Linked DNA regions of Thunnus thynnus: region 2 is linked to region 1. A link is a contact called in public Hi-C data. All regions are on one chromosome and are shown on one strand. The core of a region is the stretch at or near the end of the contact, and the rest is flanking DNA. Distances in the headings are between cores, read along the strand shown. Region 1 holds the start of lsm3 (LSM3 homolog, U6 small nuclear RNA and mRNA degradation associated). Region 2 holds the start of ywhaba (tyrosine 3-monooxygenase/tryptophan 5-monooxygenase activation protein, beta polypeptide a).

Region 1 (6,705 bases), core at 840-3,339:
TCCATCCCAGCAGAGGGGGCTACAAACATAAGAAACAAAAAGCAAAAACTTATGTTCAGTTCATAAGAAGACAAATAAAATCTCCTCATTCATGTAGCAGATCATAGAGAATTATATCCAGTTCATAGGAGAAAAATGAAATCTCCTATTCAATCCATTGGGAATGAGGGTATTCAGAGAGTGTGTCCAATACGTCTCCCTCTGCAGAAGGATTGTCTCTGTTGCCACCTCTCCGTGGCATATTCACAGTTTCAAAGAACGTAGAGTCATGATGCATTGTAGAAATCCAATAAACAGAAACCACAAATTCTGTTCAGTTCATGAGAAACAAAATAAAATAAAATCACCTCAATCATGCAGCACATTCTTCACATAAAGAATTATACTCAGATCATAAAAAAACAAGAAAATGAAATCTCCTATTCAATCCATTGGGAATGAGGGTAATCAGGGAGCGTATCCAGTACGTCTCTGTCTGTAGAAGGATTCTGTCTCTGTTGCCATCTCTCCGTGGCATATTCACAGTTTCAATAACCATGTAATCTAAGTCAGACAAACTATGTTTATGGCTGTTAAAATGCCTAGCAACTGTTGATTTATCATCATGATTACGGATGGAACACTCCTAGTCTTGTTTTGTTTTCATCAACATAATATAAATTGCATGGACATCTTAACAAATAGACAACACATTTCTTATTGCATGTGATTCTGCCCTTAACCTCAATCTCAACACCAGATTTTGGGTGGGTGAAATGATAAAATCAGTCATGTAGGGAGTGGATGAGTGAATGTATGCTGTGTGGGATGGTGAAACAAAAGAAAAAGAACCAAAAAACAACACAGGAGTGTGTGGGGGGGAGAGAAGAGAGGATCTGAACTGGCAGCTTCTCTGACTTTATATGTGGGGCACACCGGGACCAGGTGTGTCCCATCCTGCTAATCTGTGTGCTCAGAAACCTGCCCCTGCAAACAAAAAACACAACAAGGAGCACTAAGCAGAGGGCCGTCACAATGACTCTTAGATCAATCGGTTTTCACTAAGAGATCCTCTTAGATCCTCTTATAAAAATATCTGGGTGGAATTTGAAATGCACTCCCAATATGAGGGTCGCTCTCCAAAATGTGCCAATGTTCACTCACTGCTTTTTGGAGTGACTTAGAGATGGAACTAAATGTAATGACTAATGCCAGCCCCCGAGAAAGGATCTCTCGGGAGCTCGGTTTAAGTAACTCTGATCGCTGACCTAGGCGTACCCTTTTAAGATGATAATCCAATAATGTCTCTCCATACCCCTTACACTTAAAATGATCACACAGGACTCTAGCATGTGACTCAAAAGAATCATCCAAATTAGATGTGTCTGATCCTCAATAGTTTGCTCTAAGGTAGACTTCTTTTTAATGCTGGTGAGTGAAAAAGTATTTCTAATGTTTGTTTTTTTTATATATACTTCCGTTTGTATAGAGGCTCCCACTTTCTTCACCAAAACATCCAAGAAAGATACAAGATCAAAACACAGTGTGAAATTCCTTACTTGAGTTCATCAATGCATGGAATTCTTTCAAGTCATTAGCACTACCACTCCAAATGAAAAATAAATCATCTATATACCTCCAATAATACTTACTGGACTTAAAATAGGGATTATGATTATAAATAAAATCTAATTCAAACTTCTCCATAAACAGATTTGCATAATTTGGAGCCACCGGTGAGCCCATAGCTGGAGATAATATTGGTCCTGAAACTTAAAATAGTTCTTTGTCAACACTTCCTCGGTTAAAGATAACTCCGTAGAGGGACACGATTCAGTTCTTTGATTCAAAAAATAACTCAGAGCTTCCAGACCATCCTTGTGAGGTATACTGGGGTACAAACCAGAGATATCCATGGTACATAAAAAATCATTAGAGTCAATATTTCAGTCCATCAACTTATTCAAAAAGTCTGTGGTGTCTTTAAGCTACGAGGGCAAAGCATTTACCAAGTCTTTGATGTGAGCGTCAACATACTGAGAAAGTGGCTCTGTGAAATTGTATTTCATACCATTTTGTGTTTGTCACTTCACAGCTGGAGAACAGTCATACATGAGGGGATTGATGGCTTCAGTCGAAAGACAGCAACAAGGGAGGAGATTATGTTGGCGTGGCAAGGTCATGTACCTTGTTCTCTGGAACATCCTGAACGTGGACCTGGTACGTATTTGCTTTTTTTTCACATTCATATGCTGGTAATCACTACAAATATCATGGTTTCTAAATGAATATTCATTATATGGGATGACCCTGAAAATTCAAAGCATCAATAGAAAGACATTGCTTCAGCGGCATTTATCAAAGTCAAACAGTCGCAGTAAATTGAAATATTGGCCCTGAACCCAAAGTTCATTCTAGGATTTGTTATTGAGTGAGGATGCCATCTTGTGGTTGGCTAGTGGTACTACAGAATGTGAACGTTTCAACTATCGCATGACCTTCAGTGTGCCCTGCAGTTAAAACAATCTTAAGTCTGGGACACAAAAGAAGAAGTATCTTTCTGTACTTTACAGAACAATTCTTTGAACATTAAAATGGATCACTAATGCATCAATGTAACTTCCCAGTTATAATATCATTAATGAAAAGACTGAAGTATGCTGCTGGCCACCGGTTTAGTTTTGTGAGACATTAAATATGAATAGCTGAAAATGTTATGTAATCCTTGTGTCAAACAATGTCATAATGACCACAATGGTGCTGGTCATGTCTAACAAAACTATCCTGTTTGCAGCATCAGCAATTGTTGGCCAAATAAACACTTCTGTATGCATTTGTGCGGATTAAATGTGCTTTGTACCCCACAGACACACACATAACTGTAAAAAAGAAACTGTTATAAAACATGGCTTCCTCTTTTGGTTCACCTCTTTAAGATGGCTTGTATGTCTAACATGTGACACAGCAAACAGAAAACAGGATCAGTTTTTCATATTTAGGCTTTTAATTGCATAAAAAAATAAGGGTTGCAACGCTGACATTCTTAACATGATAAAGGACACTGGAGCAACTTTGTTTATAAGAGCAGAGTAATGATATGCACTGCTGTGCACTGGTGTCAAACCCAGAACCTTGCACAAATTCACATTTTGTCGAGGAAAAACTGATTTGCCTAAAACGAAGCTTCTAGCTCAGAGATTTGAAAATTAGTGACAGAAGGACTTAATGAGCATGAGGAAGTACAATGTGAACAAAGTGTTTGAAGGAAGAGAGATTCTGTAAGTTTGAGAGAGAAGAGACTCTCTCAAACTTGGAGACTTCAATGTTTTGTTATCGTTTTAAAGTTCGAATGGGGTCTCTACGATAAGGGATGTCCGAGCAGTTGAGTTTCAAAATGACAAAGGTGCTAACTCAGTTAGATAATAGCCCCCATAGACTGCCATTATAAATTTTGATGTTTAAAAATTAACATAAACATAGTACAAAAAGTAAGGAAATTTGTGTTTGGTAGAGTATTTCTTTGTTGTAACAATGCTTCTTGGCAATAAATCTTATACTGTTGGAAAGCCTGTTTATTTCCCTTTTAAATGGTGCCACATTTGTAAGGAACATGTATTTGTGGGATGAGCAGCAGAGCTGAGTATGTGGGTTGCACCCATGAAAAATTTGCCAAATCTTCAAACAACTTATTCTGCCATTGACTCTTGTTTGGTGTTTGGTGGATTGGATGATTGAAGTTTGAAGAAACAAGACATATTGGCAATTTAACAATTTATTCATTTAACAAACAGAAGCCTCAGTAGCGTGTGGAAGAACCATACACAGACACAACAGCCTGGCACCTAAGATTTATTGCCAAGAAGCATTGTTACAACATAGAAATAATCTACCAAACACAAATTTCCTTACTTTTTGTGCTATGTTTAAAATTGCTGGAATATGCTAGAAAACAGAGTTAGAGTAATAATAGTAATAAAGTAATAGTACATAGTGAGAAGAACAAACTATTAACATTTTTTACAGTAACAGAAACAAACTGATTCACTCAGTTGGAGCAGTGAACTACAGTGGACGGTGACGTCATCTTCTTTCTTCTTGCAGTTTGGGGCCATCTTGTGGCCGGCCTGGCACACACTGGATCCTGCAGGATGTGATAATGGGAAAAAAAAAGCAGTGAAGGGAGGGAGGGAAAGAAGATGGATGCAAAAGTTAGCATTATTGTTACTCTTACAAGTAGTAGTATTATGGCACCATCAACCTGTTATTGGCCTCCACCCCCTTGTGTGTGAGTTAATGATTAATGGTGAGGGTCTCGCTCTCACTCTGTTTAATCTTATCTGCTTTTATGTTACATGTTAGCAGCATGGTCTGCTCATGGTCAACCACTTTGGTCCAGACTGAAATATCTCAACAACTGTTAAAAGGATTAGTATGAAATTTTGTACAAATGCTCTCCAGAATATGAACTCTACTAGCCTAACTTTGGTGATCCCCCTCCCAAATTCTCTATCTCCACTATGAGGTTAACATTTGTGTTTCTGAGTGAAACTACTTAGTAACCATTGAGTAGATTGCCATGAGATTTGGTAGGCACTTATGTTCCCCTCAGGATAAATTGTAATGACTTTGGTGATTGCGTGTCTCAATCCATCAAGCATGTCTTTTCAGGTGAGAGCTTGCTTTAAATGTTTCTCACTTGGAAACAAATGCACACACACGCACACACACTTAGCTACCATCTGGTGGTTTCCAAATTGGAAAATAACAACCACAATGTATAATAATGACAGGATACTATGCATACTGGCTGCTTTAACCTTAAATTAGCAGAAACTGTCACCAGTCCAATACTAAAGATAGCTACGGGGCCACATGTTAACTACTGTGTTTAGTCTGTAGCAGGGATTTCTTCCACCGCAGAGCCATGGTGCAGCTACGGGTGGAATGGGTAACACCGCTGCTCTGTTCTGCCTCCTCAGCCTGCATTCAGTACCAGCCAGACCCAGTATGGAGCACTGGGCTGGACTGGGAGAGGAGGCGTGCACACACACACACACACACACACACACACACACACACACACACACACACACAGATTATACATTTTATGTTTAATTGCTTATTATATGATGGTGTAAGGGTACACTTTTTGGTAAAATGTCCTTCATTTCTGATCAGTTTTTCTGGATGAATTGTTATAAAAAAACTTGAGCTGCATTTCAGTTCAAAGAAGGTTTAAAAGTCCAAGTAATTGAAAATCCAACAGATAGAGAGAGAGATACTTTATTCATCCACTTCACATAAATCACAAAATGCAAAACAATGAAGTTGGTAAAAGAAACAAATCCAATTAACAGCAAAATTATATACAAGAACTAAATAGACTAACTCCAAAATAAATAGAATAAATAAATCTAGAATATATTTGCCGAGTATACACTGTTTAAAGATATTAATACCTTATAATACACTGTACATTAGTGCAAAGTCAGGTGAATATTGTTAAAAGTGCAGGATTGTCAATGTATGTTAAACATTCAATGAAATAAGGAAGATTTGCTTTCACAAGTTCAACTCTGTCGTTGTAATTTCAGAATCCAAAGAGCTTAATGACCTCTCAACATTAAAAAGTACTAGTAAAGAACATTATACAGGATATATCTAGCTGCCTAATATGTATCAACATGCTACAACCTGAGGGACAATGAATGACCTTGACACACACACACATACAAATACATGCATAGGGTATACTGTATGTGTATAATAAATTATATGGATATATATTAATATATATCCATCTCAATGTTTATATTATTGTTATTTTATACTGCGCAAATATTTGAACAAGTTGTATTTTGATGCTTTGGTGCCATTGTTCTCCAGTAAAGCTCACTGAATTGAACTGAATTCATAAATGAATAACTTACACAATATGCAACAGTATATATACCCAGCTAGAGACTTCACACAGATAGCAAAACATACAATTAAATAGAGTTTTAGCCTTATATTTTAAGCTAAAAACTTGCAGAAACAATGAAAAGATGTTGTCATCTTTTTCAACTTTCCAACCTGCTGCACGACACGCACAGTTCGCAGTTATAATGTACAGCAGGCTACAGCGTGCTAGCAGACATCATATTAGTTTATAGAGAGTTTATACTAGAGCTTTTATGAGTCGTGTTTGTCTTACAGCCATCTCAATGTCGTATTTTATTGCTAACACTTATTTTAACCTGAAACTCGAGACGCCGCTGACCTTGTAACTCGATAGTCTGTAAATCTTACTCAGTTGTTGACAGTTGTTGCTTTGCAGTAGCTGGAAGTGAGACAATAACTGTCTAAATATGATATATACTTGGGGATGGAATAAAAATTGCATGATATACTAACGTGAAATTATACATACCAGTGTTCAGGTGGGCTGTTCGCCTTTCCGAGTGTAGTCGTGGAGGATGGAAAGGTCTAGAAAGAGGGAGAGAGGATAGTGGTACAGCTTCAAGTAGCCCTGACTGGGCGGCGCTGAGTGAGACGTAACGGGTTGCCAGGTTTGCACTTTATCCTGCAGCACGCATGGGGTAGTGCGCAGAAGTATTCAGGTCCTTTTACTTGAGTAAAAGTGCCAACACAGCAATAGCTTATACTTCATTACAAGTCCTGCTTTTGTTTTCTGCAGGAAAATGCCCACATGTAATTTATTATTGTGTAATGTATCAGTGTCTG
Region 2 (6,619 bases), core at 754-3,253, 140 kb before region 1:
CTAAAACACAGACGGTTTCTGTTCTTTTATCTGTGAGGGCTGAGGGGTTTTATCTGTCAGCGGCACCTTTCAAATCACACGTTTCATCATTTTAGGACATTGTAAAGTATAGGTATGACGGGATTAACACGCCCTTGCCGAAATGCACCTGATGTGTCTTACTTTTAAAAAAGGGTATTTACTACAGTCTTTCCAGAATGATAATCATACATGACAATAGACAAGATAGTGGAAACACATAGCCCATGAAAGGGCAGTTATACTTAATGATTCTGAAAACGGTGTCTTTAGCTTTATGGATTTTATTACTCCGATACAATAAAATTAAATGGGCTAAGCAGTATTTTTTACAATTAATTTGATAGGCCATTAAATACGCACAGATGGGAACATATGTACAGTGTAAATACCAGGTTAACAGTGAGGTTTACAGTTAACTCGAATAGAAAGTGAGTCCTTACATGTGGCATTCACACATTGCTGTCATTTCGACAATCGTGTTATGCCTTCCTAGGCTAACATGTTTCAATTTAGCATCCTCAAGCTACCATTTAGCATCGAGTAAAACGTCGCTTATCACGGTTGCAGGCGCATTAATGAAGCGTTGGTTAACGACCCACACATCGATTAAAATCTGTCCAACTTGGCCTCTTCGATCAGCTACAATCATTTGGCTCGCCACCAACACACTCAACAGTAGCAGTGCTATTACTCAACCACCTAGCTGACTATTAAGGTTAACAGGCTTATTATGCGCACCGAAAATGAGGAACACCGTGTTCAACGGCAGACCGAGAAACAACGAACAGCTTAAAAACTAAAAAATTCAAAAAGCAAACGATATAACGCTTAAAACAGCCCTCCAGGCCAAGACTGTGAAACATTGGTTGCTTAGTCGGCCTGCTAGCAGCTACGCCCTCCTTGTCGCATCCCCCTGCGGAATTTTAAGATGGAGAGACAGATTACCGCCTAGCTAGCATGCTAACCTCACGTCACAGCACGGCCGTTGGCTGCAACCGTTAGCTTAGCTGCTAACGGGACCTGACCCAGTTCAATCTGGATTGGAGATACAATATAAGCCGACACCGACATACTGTACGCTGAAATAGCTATTACAAAGGGGGGTTAAATATGGTGTCTGTTCCGTCTCCTAACAGTTATATGAAATCGAAAGAAAAAAAACCCTTTTTAAAAAGTGAAATCGCCTTTGAGGGGGAAACTCCCGGGAAACAGGGAGGGTGTGTTAGCTTCCATGTCGTCTCACTACGCCATGACGGAGCTCGGCTAAAGACATCACACTAAACACATAATCGAAAATCACGCTGCTTTGTCTGGTGTCTATTCTGCATCTAATGAAGCCAGATATGTCGGTTGTGTGGTTAATAGCTTTACGTTATCATCCGTGCCCGTGTAACGTACGCTAGCACTGAATGCTAAAATGTCTCGGGGCTGCTTTCACGACGGCCGCGGCTGCTAAGCTGTCAAAATGGCCAAACTCGGGTACTGCTTCTCCCTCCCTCCCCTACACACACATACACACACACATACACACACACGGGCTCCGGCGCACCGCGCGTGGCATCGACCGAAATCTGGGCCTTCAAAAAAAAAGAGCGACCTGTAAAAAACTCGACAGCACAAAGAACACGGGCGACCTCACGCCAGGTGTTTTGTGGGGTATTTCTCGCTATTTTGGCCGCAAGTCCCGGCCTAAATCCTCGCACCGAGCCCCAAACCACAATAGGCACCTTCCGCCGCAGAGGCAGGGAATGGGGCCACTGCTGGGGCTGATCTTACCCCCGAAAGACTCTCCTTAACCTTTATATAAGACAATAATCGAGTGATATGCAGGTAAACTCACATTTAGAGCGTACTAGGAATCCCGATTTTATTCTCTGAACGATGGGAGTTTATCAAGCCGTCCTCCGCTCGCTGCTCAGGGTATTCAGGGCAGTACCACTTCCGCCTGCTCTGACACTTCCGCTTCCTCTAAACCCCACCCCTCCCCCCGCCAGTATCCATAGCGACTGCGCCAGGGGGTTTCCTAAGCATCTTGCGAGGGGCTTTGACGTCAGGAGGACCATGGCAACCGCTACAGGATGACGTGCGCTCGGTCTCCGTGGCAACTGTCTCCATGAGTCCGCTGCTGTCGTATCTGAGTTCACCATCGTGTCAGCTGACACAGCTTCGTGTGGGTTACACTGATTTTTTCTTTTTTTTTTATACTTTATATGAAGCAGGTTTCTCCCACGACACCACCTACACAACCACTGCAAACCCTGAAACAGCAATCCCATCAACAGGCCTCATCTGATCTATCATTATTTCATCTTCACCATAGATTTTATTATTTTTATAATTGAATTTGATTTTTCAAATCATTAAAAAAGACATGAGAAGATGTAAGCTATGTCTAAAATCTCCCTTTTGTTCACTCATTTGCTGTTCCTTATGTAATGACAGGGTTAACTGCTAATTTGGAGCATAAAAAACAGCTTTTCACATTTAGGTTGCAGCTAACTGATCAACCTGTCAACATAAACATTTGGCCTATTTATTTATTTTTTGATAACAGAGTGTTCAATAGGTCCCCTAAACCCCTACGATCTGCAATGACCCCCACATAATCTGAGTTTGAGACCCTTTCTCTATAATAGGGCTGCAACTCACAATTATTTTCATTATCTGTTGATTAGTTTCTCGATTAATCAATTAGTTGTTTGGTCCAGAAAATGGGGAAAAATGTGGATCGCTGTTTTCCAAAAGGTGACGTCCTCCAATGTCTTGTTTTGTCCCAACTAACAGTCCACAACCCAAAGATATTCAGTTTACAGTCATCAAAGAAAATATTTACATTTGAGATGCTAGAATCAGAGACTTTGGACATTAAAAAAAATACTCAAAACAATTAATCAATCATCAAAACAGTTGGTGATGAATTTAATAGTTCAGAACGAATCAATTAATCATGGAAGCTCTACTCTATAATGCTCAATATATTGAGATTTTGAACACTTGTGAATCGTCGATATTTTACGTCATCACAGACAACTAGACACACCAATCATTTTTGCATTAATCAAATTCAATGCTTTGCATGTTGGCTTGTTGGTAAAAGGTAGCGTACAGGCTGTGGAAACAATTTCATGTAGGAGAGCCTATAGTGGCTTGCAAAAAACGTGAAAAGCCCTCTCTAGAGACAGTATTTGATTTGTCCGGTCTGGGCTACTGTAGCAACATGGCGGTGTAAAATGGTGGGCTGGAAGAAGACCCGCTCCCTATGTAGCTATAAAGGGCTCATTGTAAGGTAACGAAAACACAACGATTCTTATTTTCATGGGATTATACACTAATTAAAACATACTTATGAATATTATATTCCATTTCTGCCAAGATGCCGTTCCGCTAGATGCCACTAAATTCTACACACCGCGCCTTTAAATGCCTTGAATTAGGTGACTTTTTAAAAAAATATCAAAGAGTGGACATTAAACAGAAAGAGACAGAAAAATAGAATGCTTCTGAGTTTATAAATAATGAAAAAAGTGTGTTTGTGGAATATTGTATGTTTCCATCAACTGATTAAATGACTTGCATTTCCCATCTTGAACTGCAGAGTCCTCTATCCTTTCAGACAAGACATGCTTTATCCAAACAAGAAGGCAAAAATGAATGAAAAATCTGTTTTGTAATTTGGGTGAGGACTTTTTATGAATTTCTCATAGTGAAACTGTATGTAGTCAGCCTGTCAAGCAACCGGTAGATTCATTAATTCATCAATTGGTAATCAATCAAAACATCTACAAACCAGTATAAATATTGTAAACAAATTTATTCATTAATGCTTCACCAAACATTGAGTTAATCAAGAAAAGCAAGACACTCAACCAGTGTCAGGAGTTTGTGTGAGTAAAAGTCGGGTGCAACAACAGACCAGTGAGCAAGCAACCAGGAAATTATTAACCAATCAAATCACTCAGTGATGTCAGAGGTTACTGATTGAAAGCTGAATGTCTCAGTGTAATTTGAATGTAACTGAACTGTGACTGATCGATTTCCTGCTTAAAAGCTGTGTTTTTTTTGTTCTTGCTGTGCTCAGTGTGTGTGTGTGTGTGTGTGTGTGTGTGTGTGTGTGTGTGTGTATGTATATATATAGACTGTATATAGGCCAGTGGATATGTGTGCTCACATTGTACATTTATATTTCTGTTTGTGTATGTGAGGCTGAGAATCTAATAAAACTAACACATGGCATCATAAATGAATAAAGGTGGAAATTTTAGACAAGAGGCATTCAAATTAATTCCCTAATGATCTCTCTGCAGATGTCCCTAATAAAATATATTACTAAAGCTCCAGATAAATATATTTGACCAAAATCTTATATTGAGAGGTAGCAGGAATAGACTTGAGCCAAAAAATCATGCTAGTTTTAATCATGCAGTCCTTGAAAATACACAAAGAGATATGGAGTGATATCATTATATAGTAATTTGTCAGTAAAACTAAAATCCCATATTACCCTTCAAAGATCATCCATATCTCCAGCTACTATCGCCAGATGTGACTCATGTCCTTCAGTCTGAATTCCAGCTTTTACCCACTGGTAGAAGTGTAAACTAAACCAGTATAAGCATTCATTTAGTCAGGCTATTAACACCAAAACATAATGTGTTACTGGTCACAGAGGTTGAGCAATACTCTATGTGTTCAATCGCACTTGTTAGCGTACATGTGTTTGGGAAGAGTGGATTATGAGATTGTTTGGGATTTTGTGTGGATATGCACGTAGGATTAAGTTCTCATTATTGTTTTTTTGTAATTTGCTTGTGCTATTTTTAAAAGGTTTTAAGCCTAAAACGACTTTGATGCACTGGGGCAGAAAGTGTAAAACTCATGGTAGAAGTATGAGTGTTGTATATTAATTTAATTTGGAGTTGACTTTATTGTCATTTCACAGAGTTAGTACCAGTACAATAACTACTAGTAGCAAAGTGCATAAAAATACATGTATTTATACAGTGGATGAATACAGAATAAACAATAAACCAATATTTAGAATTGGTATGAAAGATATAACTATGATATGTAAAATAAAAAATAAACAATAAACTAATATACAGTGTGTTCAGTATAAGTGAATGCAGCCATGATACATCAGCAATGTAGTTATGTATCGTATGGACCATTTAAATATTATGTACAGTAGATAGATTTTGTCTAAGGGGAAATATGGGCATAGAACATACAATACAATACAATACATTCATACAATACATGCTGTCACATAAAAGAGAAAAAAAGATTCATCATTACGTACATACATACAGACAAAAAGACTAAAATGCCTTTTTCTTTATGTTTGTGTAAACATGTAGATATGTGTCTCTGTGTATGTGTGTGTGTGTATATATATATACATATACATATACATACATACATACATACATACATACATACATACATACATACATACATACATACATACATACATACATACATACATACATACATACATTAACACAGTATATGTGTACATTATAATATATTATTTCTATATGTATGTAAAATAGTTAATGTATTTATATTTAGTGATTTATTCTGTCTTTTCTCTATGCATACTAACAATACTCACTCATATCGGTGGCATGTTAACAGTGGACTCAATGTTTGTTCTGCTTGTTTGTTTGTTCATGAGAAAACCAATAAGAGATCTGTAAAACAAACAAAACAACAACAACAAAAAGATTAAAACCTGCCCTTTCCTTGCCGTCTTGTATCTGTGACTGGATGGTAGTAGAGTGAAAAATTCTTCTTCTAAAGAATGAGTCCAGCTGGTTATGTACAGTATAAACAATAATACAAATATGAGTTAAGGCAGTGCAGTGATATATATCATCTATATGTAACACACAGAGGTAGAAGAAGATTCAGGGTTTCAACTGTTAGTGTTAATCAAGAAATAAACTCATTAAAAAGTAAACCAACTTATCTGCATGTATTTAAGTAGAACTATTTCCTCCATTGTATCACCATTGTGAACCAAAGTAAGCAGGACTGTTGAGCTTCAGACGTCGGAAGTCAAACTCTGTCCATCACTTTCTTATGTACAGTTCACAAGTCTGTTAACCTCTGAACATCCACCTGGTGACCCTGGTGACCTGCTTAAGCCAGTTGTAAGCGGTTTAGCATCACGGAGTAATGATTAAAAGCAGTTGGCACTATTTGGCCATTTGGAGACATTTTAGAGAGGTTTGTGGTGACACCAGTGACATCATAAACTAAAAACTCACTTCCCTAAGATTAGGCCTAGAGGTCTGGAATTATATACAAGCGTGGCTGACAAGATTTAGAAGGTATGTGGTGATTTACATAGTTCTGGCATAAAGCATGTCCGAGTTATTGTTATTCAAATATGACTTATTATAGATGAGGACCAAAAACACTTTTTGGAGCCATATTTGAGCTGATGTCATTTTGTTTGTGTTTTAGCCACATGCTAAACAAGCATGTTTCCAGAAACTAGAAGATGTTACTTTTCAAATAAACCCTAAGACATGCATTTTGGCCTTACAGTTATCTGTTATAAGCTTTTTCATTTGGGTATACCAAATAGAGG

What was found. A called contact is a pair of places that touch in the nucleus more often than the background predicts.
Region 2: a contact with region 1 is called in a Hi-C map of heart, with 2.8 times the contacts expected there. The contact joins the promoter of ywhaba here to the promoter of lsm3 in region 1. A contact is called at or near these places in 2 of 3 Hi-C or Micro-C datasets (heart and muscle).

What each region holds. Positions count from the first base shown.
Region 1 is chr4:6,320,141-6,326,845 of fThuThy2.1, reverse strand. lsm3 (LSM3 homolog, U6 small nuclear RNA and mRNA degradation associated) reads left to right here and starts at 2,089. Exons shown (of 4, transcript XM_067586300.1): 1 at 2,089-2,199. The coding sequence starts at 2,092. It overlaps LOC137180980 (a long non-coding RNA gene), which reads right to left. Exons shown (of 2, transcript XR_010928099.1): 1 at 6,392-6,705; 2 at 2,961-6,301.
Region 2 is chr4:6,461,855-6,468,473 of fThuThy2.1, reverse strand. ywhaba (tyrosine 3-monooxygenase/tryptophan 5-monooxygenase activation protein, beta polypeptide a) reads right to left here and starts at 2,003. Exons shown (of 7, transcript XM_067586308.1): 1 at 1,862-2,003.